Linked DNA regions of Zea mays: regions 2 and 3 are each linked to region 1. The links are chromatin contacts, called in public Hi-C maps. All regions are on one chromosome and are shown on one strand. Each heading gives the region's core, a stretch centred on a gene start, on an enhancer-like site or on the middle of the called end of the contact. The rest is flanking DNA. Distances are from core to core; before and after follow the strand shown. Region 1 holds the start of LOC100382147 (Cactin). Region 2 holds the start of LOC100285267 (vacuolar protein sorting 35). Region 3 holds the start of LOC100284794 (riboflavin kinase family protein).

Region 1 (2,700 bases), core at 155-2,654:
ATCATTACAATTTTATCATCAACGCCAATGCATAAACAGTATTTATGTTTTATGAACCAGTAAACCACCCCGATATATGCCCAGGTAAAATCATCTGGAACATGCCACTAGTTGCCACAAGAAATTAGTTTATCGATATAGAATTATTATAGGTGCCATTAGGATCATTATTTATTTGGATACAAGATGGGTAAAAGCATTAAGATGTTTGCCATTAGTTGTCACAAGAAGTTAGTCCTATTGATATAGTGCATATTTGGTTCAACTTTTTTCTGAGAATCTGGTTGTGAGGAGAATCTGAATACCGTGGGGCTTATGTGCGGAGGAAGATGAAGGGATCTATAGGGTTTAGGATCTAGGAAGCGACGAATTCCTCCCATCGCGATGACTTGGCGGATTCTGAATTCACGTTGATTTGTACAACTTTCACCAAAGTGATTCTCACAGAAGCGGGCTGAGAAGTGAAGCGTTGGTCTGCCAAAAGGCCAGAATCCGATTTAAAGCTGAAACAAACACTCCCATAGAACTACTATATGTGCCATTAGAAGCAGTATTTATTTGGATACAAGATGGGTAAGTAAGAGCATTAGGATGTTTGCGACGTTCTTATAGGTGACAATATCACAATAGTTGAATTAATTTTGTCAATGTACGACGTCCTGTACGATTTTCTCAGTCCTAGTTCTAGTATAAAATACCCCTACATTCCAACTCTCTGTAGGTTTCCCTCCCTTTGCTAGTTATTAGCTATTTTAGCGTTTTTTTTCCTCCCAGAAAGACTCTGGTCTGGGCAAATTCGAGCCCAAATACTTTCCCCAGACAACAAGAAGTACTGAACTTCTGCACGATTTCGTAGGAGTGGAGAAAAGAATTCACATACTTCTCTGTCAGGTTGGGATCACCAAAGGGGTTTGAATCGTTGGAGTAGCCTGAAACCGAATTCGCTTTCAGCTTCTTCGCCACCTTCTCTGCCTACACAACCAACAACAACAACGAGTCAGCAATTATAGCCCTGATCGTAACCCTAATCCCAACCCAATCAAACGGAAAGCCACCGCTTCAACAGCTCAATCTCATACCTTCTTCTGCGCCTTCTTCGCCATGTACTCAATGATCTGCTCCTCGGTGACATTCCGGCGCCTCCGGCCGCCGCTCCTCCCTCGGCGTCCGGAGTCCGACCTCGAATCCTCGCTCCCGCTGCCGCTCGCGTCGCTGGAGGTGGACGGAGTGTCCCTCCGGCGGCGGCTCCTATGGCGGTGGCGTCCACGGCTCCGTCGGGGGGAGCCGCTGTAATCGGAGGAGGCGGCGTCCGAGTCGGACGGGGACGGGCTGCGCCGCCGCCGCGACGACGACGACCGCTGCCGGCCCTCGCTGTCGCGGTGCCGCTTCGGCATGTCAGCGACGAGAGGGAAAGCCGCGCAGTCTCGTGGGCTGGTAAATTGTTTAGCGGATTAAGTGAGGTCAGTTATCCATGTTTATTGGTCTGGGCCGCAAGCAGTCCGTAGAAGGCCCATAGTGTTAAAGTTAGCACCTACTAAACTTTTGTTGAACTTTACAACATTTGACGGTTGTTTGGATACAGATGTTAAACTCCTAATTAATGCCCTACTAGTCAAGTGCCCGTGCGTTGCGACGGCACACAAATTATTCATGCACAATGATTACATAAAAACAAGTAACATATTATGGACCACAATCTTATAAAATATACAAATCAATTTACAATCAAACGTGAATATACATTAAAATTCATACTAAAAGGACAGGAATAACAAGTGAGCAAAAATTCTAAATCTTTGTTTTTATCATAAACTCGAGTATTTACAAATAAAATCACGTACATCTAAAGCCAACTAATCACGTACATCTCAAGACCTCGACGTACCGTGCGTTGCCACCGAGATAGCAGAAGAAGGTGTCGATGAGGTTGATCTCGTCGACGATGTCCAAAACCAATCCAATCTCCACACCAGGATCACGGTGCAAGCTTTTAAAAAGAACAGTTTCATATACTCAAAGGTTGACCTTCTAATGAAGCATTTAGTAAATAAGTACATCACAGAGTGAACTTTCCTAGGGATCAATTAATAGTATAGTATAACACTCTTTTGCTTCAGTATTTATGTTTGGTTGGTCCTTTAAATTAATATCATATTTACATGATTAATTTACATATTTTCAAACCATAAGGCATCGTTTATTCAGTTCGTGCCATGATAGACCAGTAGGGAATGCAGCAATTCAGAATTACGGCAAATTTCCAGGGAAACACTGTGCATATCTAACATCTAAGAATATACCTTCTGCCAATAATTTAAAGTAACAGACAAAGTAAGCACATTATGGGTCAATAACAACAAATAAAAACAAACGGAGGGAGTATCAGCTATCAGTAGTTTCAGCGCTTCCAATATCAACAAATATAACTCGTCGTACATTGTCGAAATGCAGTCCAATCAGCTTGCTGAGATATTACATCATTGAAGTCTCTAAAAGCGAGCTTTTTAAAACTGGTGCTTGGCCTATGATAGTATGTTTAGTGCGGATCACATTTTAGATACTGCATGGTTTTAGCTAAACATTGGTTTAGTTACTGTTTTTTTATCATATACTACTTTAACACTGGCTGTTAAATAATCTTTTCGTTTGGGCCTGTCTCAAATTTAGCATGCAGCGTTTAGTATTGAATAGGCTTTGCCC
Region 2 (2,700 bases), core at 125-2,624, 130 kb before region 1:
CGGGAGCGAATTTTCAGGCTTGGTTAAAAAAATTCCCTCGTTGTGCCCCATCCGCTCTCGGGGTACGATGTCCTGTGCACCACCCTCCGGTTGGGCCGTTGCAGAGTGGACAGTTGACGCCGGCCCGTTAGTGATGGGGGGCAGGGTTCGGGGATTTTCTCGGCCGGGACCATTGTTTCGGTCTCTTCTTATATGGAATACCGGGAGGGCGGTCTTTCCCTCCCCGGCCGAGTTTTTTTTATAATAGATCTGATTTGATGAGACATACAGTGGAACTGAAATGTATTCGCCATGGATATTAATAAGGATTGGATGCCATTGAGGAAGAATTTCCATGTTTTAGAATATTTTTAGTTTAAACCTAAGTCTATGTAGAAAATCCAATCAACTACGTTACTCGTGATCAGAAACACATAATCATTTATGTGGACAACAAAAGAAGCCCACATCAGCCTGATCTACAAGTGCACTAATACAAATTCGTGAACACTGTAGGATATAGTTACTGTAGCGTGTGCCCTCAAAAAACAAAAAACCCGCATTTGGATTAAGTAACAAATATGGCAGAGAGAATCAGAGAAACAACTAGTGGTATCCTGACATAATGATGATATACCGAGTTCAAGAGTGGATACTAGAAAGATGAGCATTGAGTTTAATTCGCTCGTGATCAGAAGAGTCCGCGCACTGTTGGGTTATATTTTATCAAGTTAATCATACTGTCAATAGAGACATGTTCTTATTTTCCTCCCTGGCATTTGCATACATAGCAATGAGAACTGAGAATATGCAAAAATGGGGGCAGCAGGGCAGCAGGCTCACAGTCTCGGTAAGACATTCCCAGCATGCTGCACAAGCTCGTACATATCAACCACAGAGCAGCTGCCCCGGCGAGTCTCCTCCCTGAAGAACATCTCCAGCTTCTTCATCTCATCAAACGCCCTCATGTCTGCAGCGGACAAGTGAATCCCATCAGAATTCCGACCGATCCCACTTCCAGAATTCCACAGACCCAGCAGCTCCAAATCCACAGTTACTCACACAGCTCGTAGTACTTGTGCGGCGATAGTCGCGAGGTGCGCAGTTCGGAGAGCATCTGCGCCGAGTACTTGAGTGCGTCCTTGAGGTTGTTGGAATCCTGCACCCAAATCGCACGATTGGAACACGGACCGAGGAAGGAAGAAGCGGTGGGGAGGTGGGGGTAGAGTTCCGCAGGAGGACTTACGAGGGCGCGGTGCATGTAGAAGGCGTTTTGCTGGACGCCGGCGATGCCCTCGGCGAGCCACCGCTCCTCGTCGTCAGCGCCGCCGTCGGGGAGCATCCGCACCGCCGTCGATGCTGACGCCATCCGAGACGGCTGAGGTGGATCTGATCGGTCTCGCCCGCGGCGTCGGAACTTGGGTTGGATCTCGCTCGTGGGCTGTCGGCCTGTCGCCGAGGCGTGGCTTGGGTTGGATCGATGTGGGTGTTTGTGTTCAGCTCTGTTCGTCGCGCGTATTTTTATTTGTTTATTTCATTTGTTTTTATGGTCCGATCGGGATCAGATGAGTTGACGCGCTGGTGTTGCCAGCGCTGACTGACAGTAGGTCTCGGCATTTGTACCAGTTCGGCTATCAAAAGTGTTGTCAAGAAGTTAAAATGAATTCATGGTGTTTATTTCTTCTTAATAGGAAAATTCTATGCAAGATTGCAAGGTATCAATTGAAACCAACCACAGATAGTATAAGTAGTCATGATAGTTTGATTTTAAAAAACTCCCCACCATATATTATCTTTCAAAAAGACCCTTCTACTTTTTCTGATATATTTTTAAATATATCATCCCACCTCCACCAATACTACGTTAGTTTTCGAGAAATTTGTAATTTTATCACTCTCAATTTTTGGCTTTCTGTTATTATGTCAACATGTGTGTATGACTGGTGAGACCATCTGTATCTATGATTTGTGGGTCCGATGACATATTGACAAAGTTCACAAATCACAATAACAAAATTGTCAATGGCTCGTTAGTTTCACATATCACACCAAATAGTTGGTTTGCACTTCATATGTTTCCAATCTAATATGCGTCCTACACTCCATCCAAACTACGTTTTGGCTTTCTATAAGTATTTTTTATTATAAAAATTATAAATATGAAAAAGTGCATCATTGAGTGTACTTTGTTGGACATTGTCGGTGTTTTGGGTCCGACCGCACACCCGGGGTTGCCCCTCAAGGTGTTTTAGGAGTAGGACGGTGTCGCCGACTGTAGCAAAATGGTTCGTGCCAGGTGCACGAGGGACAATGGACAATGTTTACAGGTTCGGGCCGCTTAGAGATGCGTAACACCCTACGTCCTGGTGAGTATGCGTTGTGTAATGGGTTACAAGGTAGCTTTCTCAAGCGAGAACGTGGAGAGTTGAGGTGGGTGGCTGAGTAATGGGATCGATCCTCTTGAAGGGGTGCCTGCCCCCTAGGCCTTATATATTCGACCGTGGGGCAATACACGTGGATATGATAACAATATGCACCTAAAAGATAGTGAACTGTTTGAGTCTATCTTCCTATGATTCTGCCGACCTATCCTCGCCTGGTTCCGTTGCGTGGGGCTCCAGCGCGGGAAAGTCGGATCCTTGTTGTGGTCGCTTGCTCAACGCTGTGGGCCGTCCGGGCTTGCACCAATCCGGTCTTATGTCGATCTGCTTTACTGACTGT
Region 3 (2,700 bases), core at 150-2,649, 170 kb before region 1:
GAAAAGGGAATCGAAAGGCTCAGGTGGGGAGTGAGCTGAGAAGTGGTTAGATCAAAACCTAGTTTTTATCAGATTTGGCTCCGCCTACTATATAAAAGTTTGTTTATTTTATTGTATATATAAACATTAGTATAAGAGATTACAAAAATTAAGGTGGGGCCATTGACCACCTTGCCCACCCCTTGGGTCCGCCTCTGCCGGTACTTGTAGCCCAACATTTAGCTCATTCATATAGTGGTTAGCGCTTTACTATTAACACAGAAGCTAAATTGTCTCTCTCATAAAGTTTCTTGTTTCTTGTGTCAAAGCCGGCTGTAAGTTTACAACACGCTTCTTCTCCCTCCTCTTTAGTCTCCTCCACCTCAACATTTAATCAGTTTATAGCCTCTTATTATGCTTGCTCTAAGTGAGTAGAAAGCTCAAAGCCAAACCGTCACTCAGTGCTACATAGTGTTAGGCCATTTCTCGGTCATTAAATGACATACCAAATAGGTAAACAAGATAACCTGCCATACAATTTAATGAATATAGATATGATAGAGTTTTACGGTTGAGGAGATGATTTCACGAGGATGAAACTCTGTATACAATGTTTCTTAGACAAATGTTGACATGGTATCTTGTAAATAGTGATGAAACTGTATAGTGAGAATGACCATAGCGTTTGGGGACATAGTATTTTTCTAGTTCCAAGGTAATACTTTAGTATTTGAGCATACAATTATAATTTAGGTGGAAAGATGTCTGAAAGCATATATTTTAAATTATGGTCTCACCAATATCATAATTTTTTCCGGGTCTAAAAACTTTGGTCTAGATAAAAAATCGCTGGTGCATGGCTGCAGTTTACTTTTTTTCCTCTTCTGTGGTGCAACTAAAATATTGTGTCTTCAAACAGGTGTTAGATTAGATTGATGTAAAATACACCATGGTTGTGTCATATCATGACATTCGATAAATTGTGGTATTGTAAATGTGGTTTTAAAAACAGTGTCCCAAATTAGGCCCGTAATCGTCAATATTGAGAATAAAAATAATCTTTTATGGCTTTACTTTTTTTATCTATTGTATTTTATACGACATGTGCATGACATTTTAATAAGTACAATAGTTAGAATAAGGATGGATGGGAAATCTCGTGTCCGCTGTCAGTGTTTCAGAACACGACGATGGCGCGGTGAGACTTGAGAGGAGGACCGAGCGACGAGCGTTCCGAGTTGCGCAACTCGTGCGTGTGCGCAGTTGTGTTATACTTTTATGGGCTTAGCTGGGCCCTCGGGCCTCTGTCATACGGCCTGCTAGATGAGTCTGTGAGATGAGATCGCCATTGGATCGAGCGGACGGTGAAAATCGTCCGACTGTAGCCTAGTCGACGGATTTGATCCCGCAGGCCGCAGCGCAGCGGCCGTGTCCGCTGCCGCCACCAGCCACCGGCCACAGCCAGGCAGCCAGCTCGCGTCGAAGAGGACGACGTGGCCCGCCAAGCTCCCCTGCCAAAAGAAACAGGAGTGCCCGCGTCGTCGCCTAGTCGGTGCGTGGTGGGAGTGGTATGGAGAGGGGCGCCGCCACGGCCGCCGCGGCGCTCGGCTGCGCCCTCCGCTCCCCTTCCCCCTCCGCGTCCCCGGCTCCCCGGTGGCCGCCGCTCCACCGCTGCCCACGGCGCGGCCCGCCCGGGCCTCCCCGCTCCCTCCTGCCGCCCGCGCGGCGTTTCAGGTACCGAGCTGTCTTCTGTCCTTGTTGTAGGGGAGCTGTTCCGCGATTCCTTTCGGTTGGTGCCAGCGCGCGGTTGCTTACTTGTTAGATGTTCGACGAAACGACTGTCCCATCGAGCATTTCTGTCTATACTGGAATGGGAGGATAAGCTTGTTGGACTATCCGAGCCTGAGCATCAGGATGCTGCTGACATTTCATTGAGGGGTTAAGTCCTCTATGGCGAACCACACTAAGGTTTCAAAAAGGCACGGGAATTTATGTGCTTTGACTTTCTAGTGCTAGCAAACTATAATCTTGTATTTGATGTAAGGAACCGAAGTTTGCTTGTCTCGTGTACATGAGAGGTTGGATCTAAACATATAGTAAGCATTATGTTATGCTTGTGCAATTTGGGAAGACAATGTGTCATGTTGCTGCCCCCAAAAGGCTCTATCAGGTACCTGTGATATCCTGACCCTGGGATGGTGATGTCCTGACCTAAGACTTAATAAAATTAATAGAGTATACATACCAATAAAGTGTATCTTCTTTTTCGGAAGTCTATCTCGAAAGAATCTCTAAGTTAAGCGTGTTTAGCTTCGAGCAATTTGGGATGAGTGACCGACCGAGAAGTTTTCTCGGGTGCGCATGCGTGAGGACAAAGTGTGCATAAAAGACCCGTATTGGTCTGTGGGGACAATATATGATCCTAGAGAGCTTCCAGGAGTAAGTACCGCCGGTCCAGGGATTGGATGGGGGTGTTATAAGTGGTATCAGAGCTAACCCTCGAGGTTTCACGGGCATGTGTGGGTTAGAGATTCGGGTATATGGCGCATGTGGGCCCAGAGTGATCACATGACATGTCATTTGACGACACTAGACACATAGACGTGGCTAAGAGGGGAGGTTGCTGGGTTGGGGTTGACCGACGAGGACGTCGGTCTTCTAGGGGGGTGGATTGTGATATCCTGGCCCCTGGGATGGTGATATCCTGGTCTAAGGCTTAAT

What was found. Hi-C and Micro-C count contacts between places; a contact is called where the count stands out from the background.
Region 2: a Hi-C map of ear shows a contact between it and region 1, with 1.8 times the contacts expected there. The contact joins the promoter of LOC100285267 here to the promoter of LOC100382147 in region 1. A contact is called at or near these places in 4 of 25 Hi-C or Micro-C datasets (ear, endosperm, leaf and 1 more).
Region 3: a Hi-C map of ear shows a contact between it and region 1, with 2.2 times the contacts expected there. The contact joins the promoter of LOC100284794 here to the promoter of LOC100382147 in region 1. A contact is called at or near these places in 3 of 25 Hi-C or Micro-C datasets (bundle sheath, ear and tassel).

The regions. Positions count from the first base shown.
Region 1 is chr1:296,045,940-296,048,639 of Zm-B73-REFERENCE-NAM-5.0, reverse strand. LOC100382147 (Cactin) reads right to left here and starts at 1,404. Exons shown (of 13, transcript NM_001174907.1): 1 at 1,080-1,404; 2 at 881-972. The coding sequence starts at 1,394.
Region 2 is chr1:296,180,333-296,183,032 of Zm-B73-REFERENCE-NAM-5.0, reverse strand. It overlaps LOC100285267 (vacuolar protein sorting 35), which reads right to left and starts at 1,374. Exons shown (of 22, transcript NM_001158161.1): 1 at 1,226-1,374; 2 at 1,042-1,138; 3 at 823-949. The coding sequence starts at 1,348.
Region 3 is chr1:296,211,471-296,214,170 of Zm-B73-REFERENCE-NAM-5.0, reverse strand. LOC100284794 (riboflavin kinase family protein) reads left to right here and starts at 1,399. Exons shown (of 5, transcript NM_001157689.2): 1 at 1,399-1,713. The coding sequence starts at 1,550.